Linked DNA regions of Muntiacus reevesi: region 1 is linked to region 2. Evidence: chromatin contacts called from public Hi-C data. All regions are on one chromosome and are shown on one strand. The core of a region is the stretch at or near the end of the contact, and the rest is flanking DNA. Distances in the headings are between cores, read along the strand shown. Region 1 holds the start of EPHB3 (EPH receptor B3). Region 2 holds the start of MAGEF1 (MAGE family member F1).

Evidence for each region. A called contact is a pair of places that touch in the nucleus more often than the background predicts.
Region 1: a contact with region 2 is called in a Hi-C map of blood, with 1.8 times the contacts expected there. The contact joins the promoter of EPHB3 here to the promoter of MAGEF1 in region 2. A contact is called at or near these places in 2 of 3 Hi-C or Micro-C datasets (blood and muscle).

What each region holds. Positions count from the first base shown.
Region 1 is chr8:60,578,260-60,584,361 of mMunRee1.1, reverse strand. EPHB3 (EPH receptor B3) reads left to right here and starts at 4,473. Exons shown (of 16, transcript XM_065943087.1): 1 at 4,473-5,011. The coding sequence starts at 4,900.
Region 2 is chr8:60,445,845-60,451,175 of mMunRee1.1, reverse strand. It overlaps MAGEF1 (MAGE family member F1), which reads right to left and starts at 2,648. Exons shown (of 1, transcript XM_065943547.1): 1 at 968-2,648. The coding sequence starts at 2,409. The coding sequence ends at 1,486. LOC136173710 (a long non-coding RNA gene) reads left to right here. Exons shown (of 5, transcript XR_010664272.1): 2 at 12-403.

The sequences.
Region 1 (6,102 bases), core at 3,224-5,723, 130 kb before region 2:
CGCAGTTCTAGACAGGAAGCCCTGCTCATAAAGGAAGAGTGGAGTGTCTCTCCTGCCTCTCGGATGAGACATCAGATGAGGAAACTGAAGCCTGTGGAGCTTTATTTATGTTTTAAAAATATTTATTTATTTGGCTGCACCGGGTCTTAGTTGCCACACTTGGGATCTACTTGTGAACGCTTGTTGCAGCATGTGGGATCTAATTCCCTGATCAGGGATTGAACCCTGGCCCCTTGCACTGGGGGCTCAGAGTCTTAGCCATTGGACCACCAGGGAAGTCCCCCAAGGAGTTTTAAAAGACTCGAACATGATCACATGGTAGCTAGCAGAGGACCTTTGTCTACTACAGGGATGGCAGGTTGGTGGAACTTCCTATGCCAACTCTCAGAGATTGACGAGGACAAGGGCCGTCTGCAGCATCACGTTGAGGAAAGAGCCCATAGTTGATGAGCAACATTTGCCACAGGCATGGGAAGAGGAAGTGGCAGTAGGAATCCCATATATTTGCCCTTCTTACTGATTGATTTAGTAAATTGCTACTTCATGCAGGCCAGTGGTCCTTACACTGCAGATTCAGTGGAAAATAAGAAAAGGCCCTTGCTCTCAGGAAGCTAACGTTTTAGAAAGGGAGACAGACAATGCATACAATTTCAACTAGTGCTAAGTTGAGGAAAATAAAATAGTGCAATGGGAGAGACAGTGATGGTGTAGGGGACAAGGGAGGAGATCAAAGTGGTCAGGGAGGTGATATTTAAGTGGAGACCTAAATTCTGAGAGGCAGCTCTATAAGAGCTGGAAGAAGAAGAGATCCAGAGAGAGGGAACAGCCAGTGCAGAGGTCCTGAGGTGGTGCCTACAAGTGGCAGAGAGAGATCAGATCTGAGGCTGCTTAGATGGCAGTGGAGAGGGTCAGCAAACGAGGTGGGAGTGGTGTTGTCAGCGGTCAGCTCCATGAGCCCATCTGGATGCTGACAGGCCTCCCAAACCTAGCCAGTCCAAAATGACATCCCCCGTCCCTATTCCCCCTCCCTGCCCCAACCAAATTGCCCCTCCTCAAGTCTTTACTTCTCTTCCTATAAGTGACCACCCATCCCATTGCTCAGACTACCATACTATACAAAGCCAGCCTTATCACCATCACATCTTGCCCTCCTCGCTGGTCTCTCTGCCTCCATTTTAGTTCTAAACTGAAGCCCAAAAAGCACTCATTCCCCACCACTTATTTCCCCAAAGCCCTCTTCTCCCAGTTTTGTCTTTCTCACCACTATCCCCAAACTACAAACCTAGGAACACATATTTATTATTTTTTAAAAAGAGAATCTGGAGTTGGTTCCAGCCCCAATTCAATTCACACACATTCTTCTATTATAATTATCCCCAAACTGACTGTGTGTCCAGATTGGTTCTGGGGCATGAGTGTTAATTATTATATGGCACCTGCATTTATTAGATATCTGCAGTGCTCCCGGCCCTGTGGTCAGAGCATCATAATAGCCCTGCAAGGGCGGTATGATCATTGTCCCACCTTCATTCCCTTGGACTCAGAAAGGTTCAGCTTCTTATCATAAGTCCCCCAGCTGGTAAATGACTGAGTTAGGATTTAGACTTAGCTCCCTCTGATGCCAAAGTCCAAGGTCTTGCTTCTACATTAATCTCCCTCCTAGAAACAAACCAGGAAAGAATGATGGGCCAAGGGAGAGGCATCTTGACCTCAGTCTGGACGTTCTCCCTTCACTCCAAATCAAAAGCTGGAGGAGCCTGCTCCCTGGGTTCCTTGGTACTTAATCAGCCTGAAAAGATAAGAGGGTGAAGACCTTCTGCTCACTTAGCCCTGCAGAGATGAAAGCCCTCCTTATCTGGCCTGGCTCTCAGTTCCTGTCCCTCCACCTGCCCTCCGCTCACGTCTGTTCTGTTGCCAGGTGGTCACCTTCCTGCCCAAGGTTGCTGTAGCCAGTACTCAGGTGCCCTCCAGCCTGTCGGCCTCTTGATCAGGACCCATTCCCGTGGGAACCATAGTGCCAACATCCGGTGAGGACGGGCCCTCCGTTACCTGCTGGCCCTGCAGCCTCTGCTATCAGGCCCAAGAACAAAGGAGCCTGGGTGCCTGCCGCCAGGCAGGCTGTGTTTGTCCAGGGCGAGGCCTACCCTGGCACAGATGTTGAGCAAACAGGACTGCCGGCCTCACAGATCCGCCTTACGAGCAGGACTTCAGCTGGGAGGTGTTGCTGCCAGGCCACCTGCCGAAATGTTACCCTGTCCTACTGCAACCAGCACCCCAGGGCAGAGGGGACTCTAGGGCCAGCTCTCCTGTCTCTGGGCCTCAGGCTTCCAGCTCTGCAATGGGAGAGTTGCACAAGGTGATCTCCAAGATCCCTTCTGTGACCTAGAACCTTGAATGATGTTTCTGGGAGTCTCTGGGACTTGAGAACAGATTGAAGGCAGAAGCACATGGGGTGAAATCTGGGAATCTCATGGCATCCTCCCCTGCCCCTTACTCCCACTCCAGTCCCATGTACCCTCACATGCCTCTGGCCAGTAGGACTAACCTCTCTAGAGCAATGTCCCTGAGCACTGGATCCATGACCTCATTTACACTAAAGGAACTTTTAGGACTGGATTTAGGATACTTCATGGTCAAAGGACTAAGTGTGACCATCTTGCTTCTGAGGCAGCTCAGAATCTGATTTCTTACTCTCTGTCCTGAGAAATCTCATGGTATCTGGGGGAGGTTCAGAGGGATGGATGTTTCTCCCATTAGGACAGTGGGAGGCTGCATGGTGATAGTGACCCTTGGACTTTAGAGTGCATCAGAATTACCTGGAATACTTATTTGAGATGCAGACTCCTGGGCTCCATACCCCCAGAAATTCTGAGTCCCAACAAGTGATCCTAAGGTGTCTGATGAAGTAGAATGAGTGAGTCTGAAAGCTATACAATCCTTAAAAAAAAAGAAAGAGTTATACACTCTGATTCAAATCCCACCCTGCTACTTATGAGCACTGTGACTTGGGGCAAGTCACTAAGCTTTTCTAGATGTCAGTTTTGTTTGTAAAATGGGGCTATAATAACATCTACATCTTAATAAACTAGACTAATTTTTTTCAGAGTGTTTTTTGCACTTTGCAAGAGTTTGTTGAGCAAATGGGGTAGGAGTCTATTTGCCCAATTCAGAAACCTGGGGATTCTTCTTAATGTCTCTGTTTACCCCATGCTTCTCAACCACCCAGTCACAATTCGCCTAAGCTCTGCGTCCTAAAATATCTTAGACCTGCCCACTTCTCTCCATCCCCATAGCCACCACTCTGGTTCAAGCCACCATCTTCCTCTGCCTGACCCACTGCACAGTTTCCTCACTGACCTCCCTGATTCCACCCTTGCCTCCTCTCATTCTTTCTTCCCAGCGAAGCCATGTTAATCTGATAAAGTAATGCCCCTGCTTCAGACCCTAGCTCTTAGGAAGGCCTTCTGAATCCAAAAAAAAAAAAAAAAAAAAAAATCCTCTGCTCCCCACACCGACTCCCAAGCTTCCTTTTGGCTCCCCTCAACCTCCAACTCTACATTTAAGATACTCTGAACTTCTTTCCAATTCCTCCAATGAATATCAGTTTCTCTTGTCCCTGGGACTTCACACAAAGTGTGTTTGCTTTGCTTGAAACTGCCCTCCCCGGTCCCCACACACATATTCTTCGCCTACTATTCATCTTTCATATTTCTGCTTGAATGTCATTTCCTCAGGGCTAGACATAGCCATGCCTCTCCCATGTGCTGCAGCAACTCTGTCCTTCCTCCATAATAATAACTGTTACACTCTGCGGTGATGACTTCATGCCTGCCTCCACCGCTCTGTTAGCTCCAAGAGAACACAAACCTCTGTCTTATCCATTGCTGTATCGCCAGAAAACTCTAGTCAGTCTTTGGCTCAAAGAATGATGAAATACACAGATGAATGAATGAATGAATAAACAAGTGAGAAGGTCCTGGTCACGGGATGTGTCGCGGAGGACGCCCACCTGGGAGTTGCGTAAGCCGCGATTAGGTTGGGTCTGGACGTGACTGTAAAGACAGCCACATGGGGGCGGCCTCTTGCACGCGCAGACCACATGGGGGCGCCCCCGGCTCGTTTTACGTGAATGGCACCTCGGACTCAGGTTCGGTTACTAATCACCGCTGGGGGACAGGAGGTGGGTTTTTCCCTCTGATGGACAGTATCGCTCCGCCCAATCTAATTCATCTTTTCCTTGGCCCCGCCCACCCCCAGCCTCAGAGAACCTGAGGGTGGGCGTGATGGAACCGCTGCCAACTGAGCTCCGGCGGAGTGCTGTTGAGGCCGAACCAGCGCGCCTGGCGGTCTGTGAGTGGGCGGCGGGTGGCTAGGGGCGGGGCCTCCGCGATGACAGGCAGGCGGACAGCCCCGCCCCTCTCGTCCAGAGCGGCCGCGCCAGCGCTGGGGACAGCAGAAGTGAGTACGTGAGCGGCGCAGCAAGAACCCAGCTCGGACCCCGGACGGCGCGCGCACCCGGAGTCTCAGATCCGAGTCGGGCCCGCAGGAGACCGCTGGATTACTGTGCACACCGAACTACCACCACTTGCTCCCTCCCGCCCCGGCCCGCCTCCCCGAGTTCTCTGGCTCCGAGCTTTCCAAGCGCCCGGGATCCTCCTGGACCGGTCAGTCCAGATTCCCCCGGGACCGACCTGCTCGCATCCCCCGGGATCGCCCGACTCAGGGCGCCGCCTGGGTCCCGGAGCCGCTTGCCTGGGTTGCATCCTCTCCTTTCTTGGATCTCCTGGGACCGCGCGCGAGCCTTCTCGCGCCCGCCGAGCGGATCCTCCTGCGGGTGCCCGCCGCCCCGCCGGCGCGGCCCGGCGCGGCCCGGCTCGGCTCCCGGAGCCAGCCCCGGCCATGGCCCGAGGCCGCCCGCCGCCGCCGCCGCTGCTGCCGCCGGGGCTCCTGCCGCTTTCTCCGTTGCTGCTGCTGCCCCTGCTGCTGCCCGCCGGCTGCCGGGCGCTGGAAGGTGAGCGGCGTCGGGGGAGTGCGTCCAAGGGTTAAGGTGTCTGGGGTCGCCAGAGCGGGTGCCGGGGGAGGGTCTGCGGTGTCGGTCCGATGCGGTCCAGGCGCACTTCGGAGGAGGCTCTGCCACCCGCACCCTCTCGAGGGGCTGGAGCTGGGGTGGAGGGGACGCCTTGGGCGCCGCCTCGTCTGCCCGTTGCGGGATCGCAGGCAGCTCGACCTGGGTGAGCGTCCCTGAAAAGTCATGGCCCGGCGGTGAGCTTCTGTAGGAGTGCCGGGCACTCAGGACAGAGGAGCGGGGCCCTCCACACCTCCTGAATACAGGGAAGTGTGGGCGACCCCCACCAGGCAACGCCGGGGCTCCGAGGCTGCTGCTGAGCTCCCCAGGTTGAGGGGCCGCGTTGGCGAGGAACCTCTTGGAGTTAACCGTGAGAGTCTGAGTGCGTGCACTCCGCTTTGTCAGGGGATGGCTGCGGGGATGGAGAGGCGGGGGGCCTGTTATTGTTGACGGTTTACCGAGCGCCAACTACCCACAAGGTGCCGTGTGCACCGCCGTTGCACACTGCTCTGGCGCTCCCCCTCTGCCTTCTTGCAGGACCCCCACCCCCAGTGCTGGGGTCTCCACCGAACTGAGGCTGTGGGGTTTGTCTCAAGTAGAGCTAGAGCTGATGCCTTACCCATTATCCAGTGGAAAAGGCCAGGCTTCTCCGTGGGTTGTGCGAGACCTGCAGAGAGGGCTGCTGGGGGGTTGCTCCAACTTCCATAGGACTGTGCCTGGATGTACAGCCTAAGTGGTTTTGGCCCCTGTGGGAGAGCTCACATACATTCACTTGACACAAGCCTGCGGGGACAGAGGCACTGACACGGGGCAAACAATAGACAGACAGACAGATACACACACATCCACACACGGTTTTCTAAAATTTTTGGAGCCATTAAATGAGGGAAGAAAAACCTTCCTGAATGTGGAGGGAAGGACACCACAGACTGGGGGGAACTGGGATGACAAGCAATACTTCTGTTTGGTATCTTTAACCGATCTAGTCACTTTTCTTAGTTTAAGAACAAAAACGAATTCTGTGTGACTTGGTTCAC
Region 2 (5,331 bases), core at 1,399-3,898:
CCATTCTACAGGGTTGATCCTCAGAGTGAAGGTGGTGGGCACTGCACAGGCTTGAGCTGCTTTTGTTGATGACTCTTCATGGGTATTAAGAAAGTGAAAAACGTCTATGGTTCTCCTAATGAGAGATAGCAAGTGGAAAGCAGCAAGCAGAAACATGGATGAAGGTGCTGGGCTTTCTGGTGCCAAGGGAGAGTTTGTGAAGACTTCTTGACAGTGGTGGACGTCACACATACCCTCCACCCTACATACTGTTACAGAATTGTTATAGTGCTTGGTCCCTGAGAGCTTTGGTAGAAGATAACGTATGAAGACTGAGAGAAGGGAGATGGAGACCAAAATGCCAACAGACACCATCATGTATGCACTGTAATAAACTGCCCTGGGCCAAGTGCACTGGCCAAAGGTGGGTGTTTTCCAGATCTGCTATCTATCAAGTCATCCCATGTAACTAAAGAGCATCTTAAGTAGTCATTTCTAATACCATCTCCTCACCACAACTTCTTTTCCTCACCCCCCTCCCCTCGCCTCCCCGTCTTCTCCCACCCTGTCTTTTCACCTTCCCTACACTGAAGTCCCACTAAAGGTAATTTCAGGCAAGCCTCACCCAATCACTCCAGTGGGGCTGGCTGTCCCACTGCATCCTTCAACTCACTGAACTGTAATTTCTGGTTTATTTATTTACTGTCCAGCTCTGAAGAGTAGGACCTTTATCTTGCTCAGCATGTGTGTATTAGTTGCTCAGTCATGTCCAGCTCTTCGATCCCATGGACTGTAGCTCTCCAGGCTCCTCTGTCCACAGACTTCTCCAGGTAAGAATACTGAAGTGGGTTGCCATTTCCTTCTCCAGGGAATCTTCCCAACCCAGGGATGGAACCTGGGTCTCCTGCATTGCAGGCAGATTCTTTAACCTGAGTCACTTGGGAAGCCCTTTAATTCCCAAATACCCACAACAGTGCATCACACAAAAGATGCTTAACAAATGTTTATTAGGTGTACCAGGTTATACCTCAAATTTATTGCATCCCCACCCCCACCAGATATTATAATAACTAAGCAGAGTTACATGTCAGTCTTTTTTCTTTATACAATAGACAAAAACTGCCAGAAAGCTAGATATCATTCAGCTATTTTTTTCCCCTGGTACCAGATCATCATACTGCTGAGTTCCTTCAAACTAATTAAATACATCAATTGGTGCTGCATAATTTGTTCAAGACCACAGAAGAAAATGTAAAGTTTTTCAATTCATTTTACAAAACCAGCAAAAATCTACAACAAAATCCTACAGGAAAAAGTAGACGAATTTCATTTATAAACATCAATTTAACAGTATATTAAATGTAGCAAAACTGAGCAAGATACAAAAACTAAATCCTAGTTACACGAACACAAATGCTACATAAATAAAGACCCTCTCCCCACCGAGTCTACTTATGACGCAGACGGTAGCTTTTATATCCCCCCACCCCCACCCCTAGCTGGCCCTCACCAGGGGTGGGTGCTGGCCCTAGCCCTCACACTGGCCCCAGCTCTGGCCCTATCAGCCTCATCTGCCAGGGCCTCACGGTACTGCACTGGCCAGTGTTGGGGTTCTTTCTTATGGAGTTTGGCCACGAACCCCAGAACTTTCATCTTGCTGGTTTCCAAGTTGCTTCGGGGACCCCAAGAGAATTCACATTCCGGTGGGTTGGTGTGAGGCACACGCCTGTAATTGAGGTATCTCAGCTGCACGAAATCTTCCATAATAAGCCTCTTCGGGTACCCAAAGAGGAAGTGATACTTTGAGGGACGCACCCCCAACCGACGCAGCATCGCCCAGACCTGTGCCTCTCTGGCGCTATTACCTTTCATGTAGATAAGGCCCAAGATCATCATTAAGAGACCCAATCTGGGGCCATCTCCTCTCAGAGCCTCCTCCTCATCCTCAATAGGTTTTAGTTTGTTGATCAGGATGTAAGTGTGGTGCTTGCGGTCAAGCTGTTTCAGCTCGAAACCGAAGACATACCGCAGATGCTCTGCGGCCCTTGCGATGATCTCAGGGAATAGATCCTTTAAGTCTCCGATAACGTATTTCACCATCTCGGAGCGAGTGATGGGGCTCTTCTTCCTGTCCTTCAACAGCAGAAATTGCACCAACTCGGCTACCGTCCGATCCAGACGGCGGCAGGCTCTACGCCGGGCCAAGGTTTTGGCTGCCAAAGCCCTCGCGCCTTTCGGGGTGAGACAGGGTTCCGTAGCCCCCTCCTCCCTTACAGCGCCAAGGTCCTCCTCGGGGCTCTCCTGCAGGAGGGGGCTCGGGGCCATCTCCTGCGAGGCGGTCAGAACCTGGGTCTCACCGTCATGGCTGCCATCCATCTCCCTCTCCGCCTGAGGGATGGGGAGAGCCCCGCTCTCGGGTTTCTGCAACATGTTTTCGGGTAGGCAGGTGCCGAGCGCGTACGCGGGCCGCGGGGTGTGCGAGCCGCCGGACACACCCCGGTGGAGGGGCTGGACAGAGGCCGGGGCGGCTGCAGGAGGACTAGGAGAGATGACACAGGGTTCTGCGGCTGCTAGACTGTACCGCAGAGGGCTCGGGAAGGTTGCCTCGGCGCGGCCACCGCGCAGCCTCAGTGCGCACTCGCTTGCCGACTTGCCAGACTTCTTCCGGCCAGCTCAGTCAAGATGGCGGCCCCGAGGCCGCGCGAAGCCCTTCCTCTTCCGGCTCCCGCTGGGGTAGGAGTGCTCACAGGCTTCTCAGGATGCCCAGGCTGTGGAGGTGTCAGGGCTGATTTTTAGTCTGACAGGCTGGAGGCAAGGAGGGGGCAACCAGGCTATCCTAAGGTTTTAGTGTAGAAGGATGAAATAGGGATGGAGTTCTAGCCACGTCCCTTCAGCAGATGCTTATTTCTAAGTGCGCGTGTCTAAGATTTTGAGTGAGTTACTGTGTCACAAGTGCGGTCTGCATGGAGGTGAAGCCTGGGAGATAAGGCTGTGCGGGACAGTTCGTGACAGGCCTTGAACATGATGCTCGGGAGACTGCAATCTATTTAAACAAGGGGGATTTAAACAAGGGAGTGTCCGGACCGGATCTGTATCTAGTCTCTCTGGTGGCCCTGTGGAGTGTGGATTGGAGAAGGGCTGACCAAAAGCTGGGAATCCAGCTTGGCGTATTGGTATTATTATAGTGCAGAATAGGAACTGAGATGTGGCCTGTCTTGTTCATTGGAGTATCCCCAGTACCCAGAACAGTGCCCGGCACATAGAGGCACTCCATAAATAAGTAAAATGGATGACGAGAAGGTAAGGATAGCAGATTCTACAGGGGTCAAAGAAGATGATAAAAGATATATCGAGGTACAGCTGGCAGAAATAGTAACTAAGTGGAGGAAAGGGGAGGGGTTTTGTTTTTAATCTAATCAAACTTAATTACTCCCATTATTTCTTTTTGCCTGCTCTACTCTGACCTTTACCAGTCTGTCTCCCTCCCCCCTTTCTCCAGCTCCTCCTCCCTCTTCTTCCTCTACCTCTTCCTCCTCTCTCCTCCCCTCCTGTCTCTCCCTCTTCTCTCCTTTCCTCCCCTTTCCTCCTCTCGCTCCACTTCTCTCTCTCCTTTCAAGCCTTCCTTATTTACTGCCATTTCAGAATCACCATAGCAATTTGTATTTAATATAGGCCTTATTGTCCTCTAGGCTCTGTTCTAACCATTATTCAAGGATTAATTTGTTTAATTCTCATTAAGGTGAGTACTTTTATCACTGTCCCCATTTTATGTATATGTCTTTTCTATGGGATTTGCTATTTACTAGCTATGTAATCTTGGGCACATTACCTAAACTTCCTTCCCCTCAGTTGCCTTGTGAGTAAAATGGGCATAATAGTAGAGACAGCATTGTGGAGATCATGTGAAGAAATGCATAGAAACTATTTAACGCAGTGCTTGGCACATAGTGTTCAATAAGTGGGTTTTTGTTGTTGTTGTTTAGTCGCTAAGTTGTGTCTGACTCTTTTGGGACCCCATGGACTGTAGCCCACCAGGCTTCTCTGTCCATGAGATTTCCCAGGCAAGAAAACTGGAGTGGGTTGCCATTTCCTTCTCCAGGGGATCTTCCTGACCCAGGGATCAAACCCCCGTCTCCTGCCTTGGCAGGCGGATTCTTTACTACTGAGGCAACAGGGAAGCCCTCAATGAGTGTTAGTTATTATTTATTGCATATTTTTTAATGTACTAATTTTTTACATGTATTAACTCATCTACTTCTTCTAACAGTCCTGCTAGATAAGTGCTATTATTATTCCCATTTTACAAGTGAATAACACACAAAGAGGTTAAGTAACTTCCCCAACATCACATGACTGAGCCACTATTTCAATCATATGACTCCAGAGACCATGCTCTTAACCTCTATATTAATAGATGTTAATTATTATTATTATTATTGACCATATTTTGCTTTGTATTATAGTTATATTTTTGCTTATCTTGTTCCCCTCCAAAACCAAATATCCTGAAAGCCAGGTCTGTGTCCTTAACTCTTATGAAGAGCCCCTCAGTATCAGAACTCAGTATATACATGTCATTGAATAAATGATAAAAGGCTTTCCTTTTTTTTTCCAGAGGAAATAACATTTCTTGTAAGTAAATATCTGATAGAGTTTTCTAGATGTAATCATGAACTCTTTGTCTTTAAAAGAGTCTGAAAATATAAAGTATAAAACCCATTTATACTTTATGACTTAGAAAAGCTGAAAGTATATGAATGAAGCAGGAGGATGTTTATTATAGTCTAACTTGAGGTTATTATTAGTTTCTATTATGCCAGACATTTTATGTACAATATAATTTAGTCCTCACAAATCCCTATTAGGAAGGTATTATTATCCCCACTTTGCAAATGGGAAAACAGTCCCTGAGAGGTTAAATCACCTGTCCCCAGCCACCCATATGCTAAGTGCTAGACTAGAAATGAGAACCTCGATCTGTCTATTCTGAAGTCTGTACTCAGGACCACAATGCTGGGCTGCCTGGTTGTCAGTTTCTCTTGAGGGTAGAATCACTCCTACCTGAAATGGCATCCTTGCAGACAAAATATTCTACTTACGTATCTTTCTCACTTCAAGCTTTGCCAAGGAGGGTTAGAGGAGGTAGCTGCATGCAAAGGAGCATGCAGGAGATACATTGAATGGAAAGAATTTTGAGGGGCAAATTAGTAGTAATATGACTGGGTTTTGAAAACTGAATCAATAATATAATCCTACTTATTAAAAAAATACAAAAACAAATAAAATAAACTACTGAAACAACTTGGATGAGTCTGGTTGACATTGAGTAAAAGAAGAAAGACACAAAAGATA